Linked DNA regions of Zea mays: regions 1 and 2 are each linked to region 3. A link is a contact called in public Hi-C data. All regions are on one chromosome and are shown on one strand. The core of a region is the stretch at or near the end of the contact, and the rest is flanking DNA. Distances in the headings are between cores, read along the strand shown.

Region 1 (4,458 bases), core at 920-3,419, 410 kb before region 3:
CCAGCAGGGTGAGGCGCGGCCCGTAGCGCTCCACGGACCTAGACCCGAACACCTTCGCCACCGCCGCTTCCTGTGGGACGATGTTGGGCCAGGGCTCGGCTCCGCTGCTCCAGAATCTGCAGTGTGTTTGCAGACGGTAATGTGATATTGATACGAGGATCTCGCCAACATCTTAATAAACAGTTATAGTGTTTGGCAGACACTCACAAATAGATGTTAGTACTGAGGAAAAACAATCCAAAAAGGAAGTTGTGTTCCATACAGAAAGAGCATCAGTAGGCCAACAGCTAATAACTACTATGATGTAAAGGAAAAGGAACGTGTTCCCAAGTTTTATTTGATTGCCAGATGTATAAAACTGATCAAGAACTCTTTTTATTCCCTAGATGTGTTTTTCCTTCCCTAGATTCATGGAAGGACTCTTTTGGACTCGATATTGTTTAGCAATTAGCTGGTTGTCAGTACCCATAAGGCCATAACTATGATTATTTTTTAAAAACTCACCATGGATGGGATTTTTTTTTTTACCAAGCTGCACCAGCAGGTAGTTGTAGCCATTTTGCTGACTTGTCGCCATAAAAATCGTATGTAGAAAGGCGTGATCCACAGAACTGGATCACACAGATGTTATGATAGCAATGCATCTATTGCAGAGAACGCCCCCCAAGGCCACAAGCCCAAACAACTTCTCTTAATAACAGGACGCCCCACAACAGGACAACAACGACAACCAAAGCTTGAGATCGACGAAATGCTCATAGATTTGTATAATTAATGAAACCAATGTGGATGGTCCTAATGTCATGGGACTAGGCCAGGACAGGAGCTGTTTTATGATGGTTGAGCACTCACAACAACCAACTCAAAAAATGGAAAATTGCGCCACATACAGATACTGCAAATAAGGAGTGACATGATTACCAAGGAAGAACATTGTTACAACTTACAACGACATCATCTGAGAAATTTGCTATTTTGCCACTCTCAATTTTGGCTGCCTGTTATTATGCCATCCCGTGTCTATGACTGGTGGGACCGTCTGTGTCTATGATTTGTGGGTCTGATGGCATACTGGCGAAGCCCACAAATGATAATGGCAAAATTGCCAATGGCTCAACGACATCTCTACCTGACCAGACAACGTCCTAACTTCTTGTTCAAAAGCCGAAACGTACTCGATGGAGCAAGTGCTGTACAGCCTACCAGGACGATTCCATGGGATGGTTTGCTTAGGAATTTTAGCTCGGGATGGAGTGTACGACAAGGTATTTCAAGTAAGGACGTTTGAGGTGGTGGGCTCGCAAAGGGTTGCGCTGCAATAGTATAAGTACGAAAAAACTGGAATTTTATGGCTGAAGCGGCAATTATTTGAGATCTACCAATCCCCAGAAGATTAAATTTTTGGGACACATCTTGCATCAACCAACCAAAAAGGCTCTCATTTTCATGCCTTCTCATTCTCTGCATCCTGAACTTAAAAGGTTCGGTTTAGTACGCTACAGAGCATCCAGCTCCTACAGTGTCAGTGTGTACTCTGGAGGTATCTAAAACCACCGACTTCCTTGACCAGGAAAGATTACACGCAGGAACATCCCAAGATGCAGCCTCTTATTCATTTACTTCCTTGACCAGGATAGATTCAATGTCTTCCTAAAACATAGTGCCTATTTTACTTTTAACCTCTTCCATATGAAACCGTAGGATCTAGATTGGATGCTCTGGATAGTTTGATTGCACGCTTGCACCAAAATGAGTGATTGCACAGGATATGTGCTCGACATATGTGCTCGACACAATGAGCAACAAAAGTTGCTGGACTAACCAACTGAAAGCTAGACCCTCTTAACATCGACCTAAGGAAGGCACTACATTTGATTCCAAGAACGGGACTGGGAGTGGTTTGAGTTGCTTACTGGGGTGTGCATCTCCCAACTGCTCGGGTGTAGAGGTACCCAGGCCACGCGTGCGCGTCGCCGCGGCTCCCGTCGGTGTGCAGCCGCATCCTCCTGCTCTCCCCATCTGACGCCGCCGCACCAACCCTGTCGTACATCCCATTTGCTGCGCAGAAGGATGAGCAAAGGAAGATGAAGCAGGCGAAAGCTAGAGGAGGACGAAGCGGCGCTTGAGAATCCATCCCCCCTCTCTCTCTCTCCCCTCCGCTGCCTGCTGCTACCCTACACCCTACAGGTCACAGGCGAGGCGACAGAACTTTATGGAGCCCAGTTTGAAATGCGGACACTGTTCTGTTTTTGAGATCGGCTCCTTTTGGAAGGAGCGTGCACCGGGCCCATGCCTGTCTTTATTTGTCATGCCATGGGTATGAGATTTTCATCTCCTCCCTTGGACTTTGAATATATTTTGTCTAGAACCAGCTCGCAGGTGATGGTATGGGATAATGGGCCTCGAGGGAGACACGTTGAGAATGTGAGGTGTGCTGAGCATTTTATTTATTTATTTATATAGATATGGGCTGGATATTTTTAAAGTTAAAATTTAACTACATTCTCAGAAAATATTAGTTGCATTTGTATCTTAAATAAGTTTATTATAAAAAATATATTTAAAGATCTATCTAGTAATAATTATTATATATAAATATATTAGTAGTTCTATATATATTTGGCTAAAGATGGAAATTTTGACAACTTGGGAAATGAGAATGATATTTTTATGGAGCAGAGAGAATCACCAAATAAATTTCCTGTTCAATGGTGTTTCTTTTACATTTGGAAGTTTCTAGGACAAACTTCTCTTAAGACATGTTCAGATCACTTAGATCTAAAATTTAGTTAAACTAAGTTTAATCACCAAATAAATTCAAAAAAAATAGACCACCTAGAACTAAAGTTTAGTTGGAGTAATGTATAAGTGACTATGTCTAGTTCAACGTTGTTTTGATATATGAAGTGAAGTGTAGATGCCTAAAGTTATCATATCAGTGTGAACTAGTTTGGACTGGGATTGAACAGCTGGTTTATAAAAGTCTAAGGTGCTTGACACATGTTCGCTTGGTTTTTATTCAGTATCGACTTCTACTACTTCTACAAGAGTGAAATAGATATAAAAGAAAAAAGGTGAGGGATTATGTAGTTTTTTTTCCTAAAAATTGACTAGTGGATCAAAATAGCATAAACCAAATTACCAAACCCACCAGATGTTGCTCGACCGGTATTTTTTTTAAACACCGACCGGATGATCTTGTGAACACCAGTACCAGATTGTATAATGATACTATGCTGTGGCCAAGTTACTAGACTTCACTCAATGATTTGTTAGTTCAAAACTATATATAAGCGCATTGAATCTACGGCGGTACTATAATTTTCTTGTGTTTTGGTCGTATCTTCTAACTAGAAGTTGTTATTTTTATGTATAGGATTATTAAAAAAAACTCATGTTCATCTGATGAGAAATTGTGTGCGGGGTCACCGTACCCTGTGTTATGCACACTGACCTTTCAATAATCTGTCCATATCTAGTAGATCCGAAGTTCATTACTGCCGAGCATGTACTCGTTGCAAAGGTTGTAAATTCTCTAGAATATTCTACAAAAATGCACTTCGCCAGATCTATTGGAAACCACACAGCGGGTGCTCTGGTGATCCTCAATAAGCTGTCCACTTGTCGATGTTTCAAAGTTTTTGTCATATCTTTTATCCTTTTTGTTTAAACTTTGATTTTGAAGTTCTTCAACTTGTTAAATAGTTTGTAATCAAAATCTCAAAAGCTTAATAATATCATTCCTATTTTACTTACTATAATGTCACGAGATAAGCTCAAGTAAGCCATCTTTTTGTCTTATCTTTGGTAGCTTTCTTTTTTATTCATTGTAAAGTCTGATCCTAAATAATAAATCAGAATGTATAACACGATCATTGGTAAATATATAAACTTTGTGTACCCATACAGATGGCATTACGAGTTTCTAAATCTTGAAACACATGACGCGATCACTGTAAATCTCAAGCCATGACCATGAAACAAACTATAGCTCCATTGAAGGCATATGTATATACTAGCTGAATGCCCGTGCGTTGCAACAAGAATATATAATACCAGTATACTACGATAACTTATATACAAAATGTGTGTTATACCGTTATGAGAAAATGTTTCATAATCAATTTGTGATTCTGGCCATACATAAATTTTGTTATTTATAATCTATCTGTTTCAGCACTACATTACAACCATCAGTATCATGCAGACTTCGATATATGTCACGATTTGCATGGTCTCATCATTGGAGAGCATGTTCCACACATACCGGAAGAAATTCCCTCGTACATCGTTAGTCATCAGACACGTAGCACCATACACTTTTGCTTAAACAAAAAGGCAAGTGTGTGTTTGTGAAGAGAATTAAAGGCAAGTCGGCACAAAAGCTACCCCAACGTTGGCGATGATGACGAACTGGTCATTGTTGTCGGTCCTCCTCTGTGTCATCTCTAGCGCCAA
Region 2 (4,427 bases), core at 798-3,297, 480 kb before region 3:
GGTATTTATACAACAAAGGTCATAGGCGGTTGGATTAGGCAACCTAACTACTTTATCTCTAACACATGGTGAAACCCTAGATCCAAAATGTGGCTAAAATGGAGGGAAAATGAACAAAATTTGGCAAAAGAAACATAAGCCAAACTTTCCTAGCAACTAATAAACAAAAAATCTTAATACCCAAACCTATCTCTAACACATGGTGAAAGCCTAGTTTTAAAATGTAGTTAAATTTGAACAAAATGAACAATAATTGGTAATTGAAACATAATTAAACCAACCTTTCATAACAATTAATAAAAACAATCTTAATTACCAAACCTATCATCCTTCCTCTCCATACAACACATTCACCATTCATTAAGCAACTAAATATGTGTCATGGATAAACTGATTTGAGAACTAAACATGAAAAAGGAGAAGGAATAGACAAAATCTAACCATCTTAAGCAACCTCATTTGAGGAAATAGAGAAAATAACCTAGCTATACTCTTCTCTCTCACATATAAAACCCTAAATCCAAAATGTGGCTAAAATTGAGCAATAATGAACAAAAATTGACAAAGAAACATAAACCAACCTTTCTTATTCACCTTCTTCCAAAAAATGAAGACCAAAACCTCCCCCTTGTATTTTGTGAAATCTGAACCTCCAAAATCGCCTCCAATGGAAGTTGGCTGCGAGCTACAGCTCCTGTCGGGGAGGAAGAGTGGTATTTATAACACATAGTTCACTGATGGTTGGCTTGAAAAACCGCCAGTGGAAACCTATTTCCACTGGCGGTTATCTTAACACAACCGCCAGTGACAGAACCGCCAGCGGAAATTAGATTTTCACTGGCGGTTCTGTTACACCAACCGCCAGTGTAAATATCCTATTTCCACTGGCGGTTGTGTTAAGAGAACCGCCAGTGAAAATAGGTCTCCACTGGTGGTTCCCAAGCCGGGCCCACCTGATTTTTCTATTGGCGCGCGGTAACTGAAACCGTCAGTGATAATTTATGGGTGCCGCAGGTTTTGAGCTCTTTTCTACTAGTGGCAAGAGCATCTTCAATGGCTTCTAATTGTTACCTTCAAAACAATAGTTTAGGGCTGGTTTGAGAACCCCAATTTTCCAAGGGTTTTTCATTTTCCAAATAAAATAAGTTGATTATCCTTTGGAAAATTGAAAATCCTATAGAAAAATGAGGTTGTCAAACTAGGTCTTAGGGATAAACTCCTGATCTATGCTACCAATTTTTCCGATATCCCAAAATCAGACACTCACATTGTCAATTTGAGGACGAGCCAAGAAATAAAAAAAATCCAATAAACATATATCATGCCGCCCTGTACAGATTTGATCAAAAAATAGAAAAACTAATATAGCACTAGGTCACTTACTTGGAGAAAGGTCAGAAAACTTCAGATAACAAATTGTCTTGTCAACAAAATTCTCAGTCGGCATCAAGTAGGCAACATAAAAAAAATCGAGCAGTTGTACCTAGCGGCACCAGCGAGATAGGCTGTGTTGGGGTATTTTTGTAAGGAGCTGTTGAAGTTGGATATACTTTTGAGCTTTTAGACTTTTAGGAGGAGCCCAATATATAGATATTGGGAGAAAAATAATATGAGCAGTTAGAGATGCTCTAAAAGCTCATATGCTTTAGATCGCTCTAGTAGATTATCTAAAGTTTACTCATATACACTATTCTATACTACATTCTATAATATTCATAGAATATAGTTTGAATATAATTATGAGGATGAATTAACTGTTGGAGATATGCAGATAGGCTTATAGAAAAGAAAACATTTTGACACTCTCATCGAAAGGGAAATGAAACGGCTGGGCTGCCCGTCTCCTCCTACCCTTAGGCCCAACTTGACCGGCTAGAATCTGGGCTGACTCGGAGGAAAGAAACACGGATGCAATCCGCAATCCAGCTGCGGGTGACGGGCCCCGGGCCGGATGACGAGCGAGTCAGGGAAGGAACCCACCCCGCCGTCTTTCTGATTCTGCTGCCCCCATCCCCCCATATCCCTTCGACCCTTCCGCCGAGCTCGGCCTCGGGCGGCGTCCCGGTCTCACCGCGACCGGGCGGTGAGAGGTAGAACGGCCACCAGACATCAACCGTGAAGGGGTGGCGTCAAGGCAGCGCTGAAGCGGCGGCGACGTCGAGGCTCGAGCTCCCGTGCCGCGCTCCGAGCTAACCTAGATGAACATACTCGTAAGCAGAGGCGCCTCGATCCTCCTACCAGTTGCTCCAGCGCCTTGTTCGCCATGCATAGTTTCCTTGTGCTGAATGAAACCGCCCTTATTCTTCCCCCTCTCTGCGCGAAATATCTCACAGGAAAGGATACGTGGAGGTGGCGACAGGGCGGCTGCCACGGAGCGCCCCCCGCGGCCGGAGTGCTGGGTGGAGATTTCGGAGTCCGTCTCACGGCTCTGCAGCTTCGACGCCGCCGGCAGCGGTAGCCGCAGCATCTCTGTAAGCTTTCTCTTTTACCTGGAGCTATTAATTTCCTGAATCCCACACCGCATACTGTTCTATTATATCGCAGACTTTTATCCTTCCTGTGGGGGAACAGAAATCTGCCCGTGGGATGACTTAACACCATGTTAGCTGAGCATGCTTTACATTCTTTCAGCAAGTACCAGAGTAGGTGTTCCCCACTAGCACTTCCATTAAACAAGAGGAAGAGCAGAGGGGGAAATGGGACCAGAGCGTTTTAACTAGGCACTAGCATTCTCCTGATTGCCACGGTTGTTTTCTGCTAAAAGGTTTTGTGGTTGGTCGGCGTTTTGCCTTTGAAGTTTTGCAGATTGCAATCAGTGCTGTGATAGACCATCTTCTCAACATTCCAAACATTTTTGTTGGGTAACCAAATGATTTGCCTGCTTGAACATGTTCAACTTGTTGATGAACCCATGTACTTTGTCACCCCTATTATAAGTTATATATAACTTCAGAATGGTTATGCCAGCTGCAGTTTTAACATTGCACTACAGATCATGGAGATAGCTTAAAAACTAATCACAGTATCTGAGGCTGAGCTGCTAGGCTGTTTATTTTGATGATAGTAATGATTTGCCTCAATGGCACACATATTTACAGGCCTTCATTTCTCTCGCTGTACCAGTACCTCAGAAATGTACAACTTGATGCCTGAAATACAACCTCTAAATGTTTGCTTGGACAAATTAAAATCATATAACCTAAGTGTGCAAGCATGATTCTGTAGCGAAATCAGTGAAGCCTTACTTCATTAATATCAAAAGGTTTTATTCAATTTGCTATTAGTCAATAACTCTTATTTTCCTGCAGGTAAAAGTTATTCAGGATTCTAGACCTATACATGACAAACTTGTTGATTCTTTCTTGAACAAATTTTTCCCATCAGGTTATCCATACAGGTATGGAGTTCCTAGGCTTGTTGCTATTCTAGATAATTCTGCCGGGATACATCCTATTATGCTAAGTCTCTGGGTCTCTTCTATTAATCATGCAGTGTGAATGAAGGTTACTTAACTTATACCAAATTCCGTGTGCTACAGCATTTCTCGAGTGCTATGCTACATGTGCTATCAACACAGGTCAGTAAATCCTTTTCATATGTTGTGTGTGTGTTGATTCCATGAATTCCAGTTGGTCTTTCAGAACAGGCTTTCAAGCATTTGAGCTCTTTGACTTCTGCTCACTTCAATTATGCTCGTCAACTGACTGCTCAAGTGGGCTGCGGCTCAGTCCTTGCTGTTTGCTGCAGGTTTGCGACCTACCCCGGCGCAAGCAACTGCTGTAAGTTGGGTAAGCATATGATGACAGAGATGCTAAAGTCCAAGCAGGTACTGCTATGAAACATATTGGCTGATTTTCTCTATGTATTTCAGATTCTAAAAGATGGAATGCAGCACGCAGGAAAGCTCATTTGTAGCAGCATGGGTGCAAGAATGGATTCTGAACCAAAGAGTTGGAGGATACTTGGTGAGAAATGGTGATATGAATCCCGTGACCTTATATTGACACATTTACAGTTTCCCCTTTTTTGTTGCTGTTTCTCTAGATTATGCTATTCATGCCTATTTCTGTAGGTCTGACAGTCTATGTTCTTTATGGTTTTGTCACTGCCTTGGAAGTCATTTCACCATTTTCCATATTATTTATGTTTCTACTGCTCTATTTTGACAGCTGATGTTCTCTACGATCTTGGTACTGCATTGGAAGTTGTTTCGCCGCTGTGTCCACAACTTTTCCTTGAAGTAGCAGGCTTGGGAAATTTTGCGAAGGTGGCCTTTCTAACTGAATTTCTTCTATTTGACATTTTTGCATGCAAAGTTGTGTTTTAGTATTTATGAACGAGTAAGAAATGTTTCCCTTAACATAGACTCAAATAACCATACAGAATGGTTAACATTGCAATGACAATATATTTTCCTGGTTTTTCTG
Region 3 (4,434 bases), core at 35-2,534:
CAGGAGCTTGGCCCTTGCAAGGGCATCATTGCGAGGGAATCCAGCAAGAACAAGAGAAAAGTGTGAGTTTCTCGATACCTCGGTAAAAATACCAAAGTCATCGAGGAGAGTTTGCATCTATATCTCAATTAACCTTTTATACTTTATTTATTACTTGCCTATGTTAGCTTGCTAGGCTAGCGATATGATTGTAACTTAGGTTGCATAACTCTTTTACGATAAAGATAGCAAAATTACCTTCTTGATAGGTTTTGATTAGGTCATAATTAGAGAACTTAATTTTAAAAATATATTTTAAAGTTGTCTAATTCACCCTTTATTATTAGGCGTTATGATCCCTTTAATAAGAATACTATACTCTGCAATATTGATAGTGTAATGTGTATAACATCAGTTACAGCATGTTGTGCTTAAGGATGGACCGTCTGGCCGTGTCCAGTGTCACAAATGGTCCTCAACAATTGCCATATTGACAGCTTTCTTCCTACATAACGTTGGCGCCTTGCATGTCGTACACATACTGGCATACTGCTAGTGACTTCCTAACCTATCATGCTTGTCTGAATCCAGTTGATCTGCTGATCTGTTTTTTTTATTGATAAAGATAGTCACTAGAAACACCTTGGAGTTGAAACATGGAACAGGTCTGCCGCCGTCGCAAATGCATGCATCAGGCCCGGCAGTTTTACCCGTGTCCTCCTTGTTTTCTAACCGCGCGCGCGCGGGCGGGCCTAGATAGAAGGCCAGAAGCGTCCCGGGCCTGGGTCTAGCTAAACGGCCGAACCAGCACAAATGGCCCATGAGACGACTGTTTCCGCGGCGGCGGGCGCCAGCGCGGTACGGGTGCGCCCCGCGCCCTCGGCAGCGAGATCGTCGGCGCCTCCTCGTGATCTCGTCACGAGACTAGCCGACCTGCCGTGCCATCATCCGTACGTGCGCGCAGGCGGCCCCCGCGGCCGCACCCGTTTGCATCGGTCGCCTCTCTGCCTGGATTCGTCTGGAACTCTGGATCCCGCTCGTCGCCAGGTCAGGGTTTTGCACCCAGCAGCCAACAGTGCCAATGCCACTGCTTCTTGTATGTGCAGCTCGCCAGGTAGCAGCAGCGTCTGTACTGTGCGTGTACTGCGGCCAGCACAATGCCTATGACGCTGACATTGCTCTGGGTGCGTAGCGCGCTCTAGGGCGCAGCGGTGCGTGCGTAGCTTGGACTACAGAATTGTCCTGGCGCGATGGGCAGCAGGGAGGAGTGCGTGAACAGCTGAAGGAGCTACAGAAACGAAGAGCATCTTCACAAACGACACAACATGTGGTAGTTGTACTGATGGAGGCATCAGCAGACCATGACAATGGTGTGATAAGATAGAACAACTCATACCCTACTGCTGCTAGCTTTGCATGTCCTGAATGATAAGCCTTTCCTAGCTAAGCGCCTAAGCCCTAAACGTTTTGAAATAAAATCAAGACTTGAAGTCTTAAACTGGGGACAGGTTATGAAATCCTGTCAAGTGTCAAGCATGAAGCCCAAACATCCATGTTTCACGCAGAGACTAACACTAAAGAGTTCGGCTTCTTGCATTTGTTCCCCATGCGCCTAGGATGGCAATGGCTCTAAATTTTACATTATAAAATTTAAGAAACAGATCATATTAGAATCAGATTATATCTCTATTCATTTTTAAACTAAAATTAATTTAATACCCTAACAGTTAGTAAAGAAACATTTAGACCATGAATAATTACCACCCCTAGACACATGTAACTCTCTTCAGATTATTAATTGAAGCCGGAAAATGTACCAGGACTTTCGAAAGATTAAAAAACACCCAACATATATCATCTTCTAATTGAAGCCGGGTCATATTTTCCGCATTCTGCAACGAAATGCTTGGGTTTTACCTTTGGTTTCCATTGTCATGTCTCTGTATATTATAGGTCCTGTTCTAATTTTTTCCTTCTGTTGTCCCATTTACCTTTTTATTTTAGGGAAAGACCTATTCATTTTCATTTATTTTCACCACATCCATCTTACCAGGAAGTGAACATGGATCGGGCAATTCTACGCAGACAGACTAAGAGCATATCTCCAAGAGACTAGTTAAATAACTCGTCAAACTAAATTTTGGCTATTCAATAGCAAAATAACTTTCCAACAGATTAGCTATTTGACTCGTCAAGCTATCTGACTATCTAAATTTGCTCTCTCACTAGCTAAATTTGGCTAATCATCTGACTAGCAAAACTAAATAGATAGTCTGTTGGAGTGAGATGCTACATATAGAGTGCAACCATTATAAAAAATTAAATAGAGAGTTAAATAGAGAGCAAAAAATAAAGAGTCTATTGGAGATGCTCTAAAGCACAAGAATGGACACATCCGACAAACGAGTGAAAAGCAACACTTATTCAGCAAAGGCTTGGTGTGGCTCCAATATCTTCGAATCAATTAGGGCTGGTTCGTTTTTCTCTTAATCCATGTGGATTGAGTGGGACTGGATGAGTTTAAATTCCAAATAAGTCAAAATCCTTCATAATTTTTTTCAATCACATTCAACCACACAGGACGGGAATAACCGAACAAGACCTTATAGGAAAAGCTACCGAGATGATGCATCTGATCAGGGTGTCCTAGTGCCCGTACGAGTTCTTCGTAGTAGGACCTACCGAATGCTCAAATTCAGTACTTCATCAGTGTCTCTTCAATAACTTTCTGAAAACATAAGAACATATCAGTGACATTTTCACATAATCACACTGCCACACATAAACCGGAACGGTTATAGTAAAAAATAAAAACGGCGGAAGCCTTTGCATCTCTACCTTAAAACATCTCACTTCATATTGAACATCGGTATCTGAAATTTGGTAATCAAGGACAAGCTTGACACTGAATAAGTAAAGGAGGTCATATGAATAGTTAGAATGGATGTAGTATAATGGTATTGTGTGGGTTAAAAAACAGTCGATATTCCTAATTTTGGTACATCATTGATGTTAGTAATGGTAATACTCCAGAAAGTCAAGAAGAATGATAATAAGATAGCATTAACAAGGACATTGAAATGTTAAATCATATTTTAAAAATAATGTACATCCTCACAGTGAGTCCACTGTAAACTGTTCAATTCTGTTCAGCCCTTCCAGGAAAATGAGCAAGAGTGACAAGTTCAGGACTTCCGAAGAGTTTTGGCCTGAAGGTATTATTCTTATAATCATATTTCCATTGTAACCTGCAGTTCTTTTCTTTTTTACAATAATACAACGCTGCAGTTTAAACATAGAAACACACATGAACAGATCTTGTCAATGAAGGCCTTTGAATCCAACGGGGGCGCCTAAACCTTTAGACAGGCATACCTGAAGTTTAAGTTTCAAAGATAAATAAGAATAGAAGCATCATCGCACATGCATCTGTAGTCCATTCACATGTATGTACTACGTAGCGTAGCATACTGCTCTGAAAACTGCAACATACCGAAACTTTTTTTTTGAAAACTTAGTGCAGGAGCTCTGCTATTTCATTTAAGGAGAGAAGGGAAACAAGAGTCTTAAAAAGTTGCTATTACATATAACGAAAAACACTCAAACACAATCCAAAAAAGAGAAGACATTACACTACACATGGATGCCCAACTGCAGCTCGTCTCAACGCCATTTCTTGTTTGGCCAGATGAAAGACCACTTGTGTCGATGCTTGCTTGCCCTCAAAAATACGCCGATTCCGCTCCTTCCAAATATTTCAGGTGAAGTACATAAGCAAACCCGAAACAGTGAGTTGATCTTCTTTCGATTTGTTTTGGAGCACAGCAGCCCACCATGAATCGAAGCTCTGAATATCTGAGCTGGGCGGCATGATCAGATTATTGGTCCACGACCTGACTAACTCCCACACTTCCAAAGCAAATGGGCACTTGAGGCAAAGGTGAATCGCAGTCTCCGGCTCTTGATCGCAAAGGACACACACAGGATTGCATGGCCAATTTCTTTGACTTAGTTTATCTGCTGTGAGGATCTTTGCTTGAATGAGCAGCCACACAAAGAACTTATGTTTCCCTTCGGCGTGCGCCTTCCAGATAGATTTTGCTTTGAAAGCACTGTAAGAGCCCTTGAATTGTGCAAGATAAGCTGATTTGGAAGAGTACACTCCATTCTCGGTCCATATCCACCGAATGCAATCTTCCTGGTCATTGAGCTGCACCCCCTCAATATGGTTCCACAATTGTATGAATTCAGCCATCTGTTGAACATTTTCCATTCTCCAGAGACCTCTCGTCCAATTGAGGTTAACCAATTGTTCAGCCACCGATCTATTTTTGCGCCATGCCAGGGGGTACAAGCTAGGTGCAATGTCAATCGGAGCTTTGCCTGAGAGCCAAGCGTCATGCCAAAAATTTGTCTTCAGTCTGTTGCCAACCGTTACAGATGTTGATGCCCGGA

The links. Hi-C and Micro-C count contacts between places; a contact is called where the count stands out from the background.
Region 1: a contact with region 3 is called in a Hi-C map of ear, with 3 times the contacts expected there. The contact joins the promoter of LOC100194081 here to the promoter of LOC100276010 in region 3. A contact is called at or near these places in 3 of 25 Hi-C or Micro-C datasets (bundle sheath, ear and tassel).
Region 2: a Hi-C map of ear shows a contact between it and region 3, with 1.8 times the contacts expected there. The contact joins the promoter of LOC100280018 here to the promoter of LOC100276010 in region 3. A contact is called at or near these places in 2 of 25 Hi-C or Micro-C datasets (ear and tassel).

Annotation. Positions count from the first base shown.
Region 1 is chr2:31,034,403-31,038,860 of Zm-B73-REFERENCE-NAM-5.0, reverse strand. LOC100194081 reads right to left here and starts at 2,169. Exons shown (of 2, transcript NM_001139136.1): 1 at 1,914-2,169; 2 at 1-116. The coding sequence starts at 2,134.
Region 2 is chr2:31,106,163-31,110,589 of Zm-B73-REFERENCE-NAM-5.0, reverse strand. LOC100280018 reads left to right here and starts at 2,047. Exons shown (of 10, transcript NM_001152963.1): 1 at 2,047-2,210; 2 at 2,334-2,471; 3 at 3,309-3,397; 4 at 3,493-3,577; 5 at 3,729-3,788; 6 at 3,872-3,965; 7 at 4,170-4,267. The coding sequence starts at 2,199.
Region 3 is chr2:30,624,947-30,629,380 of Zm-B73-REFERENCE-NAM-5.0, reverse strand. LOC100276010 reads right to left here and starts at 1,284. Exons shown (of 1, transcript NM_001149904.2): 1 at 348-1,284. The coding sequence starts at 801. The coding sequence ends at 532.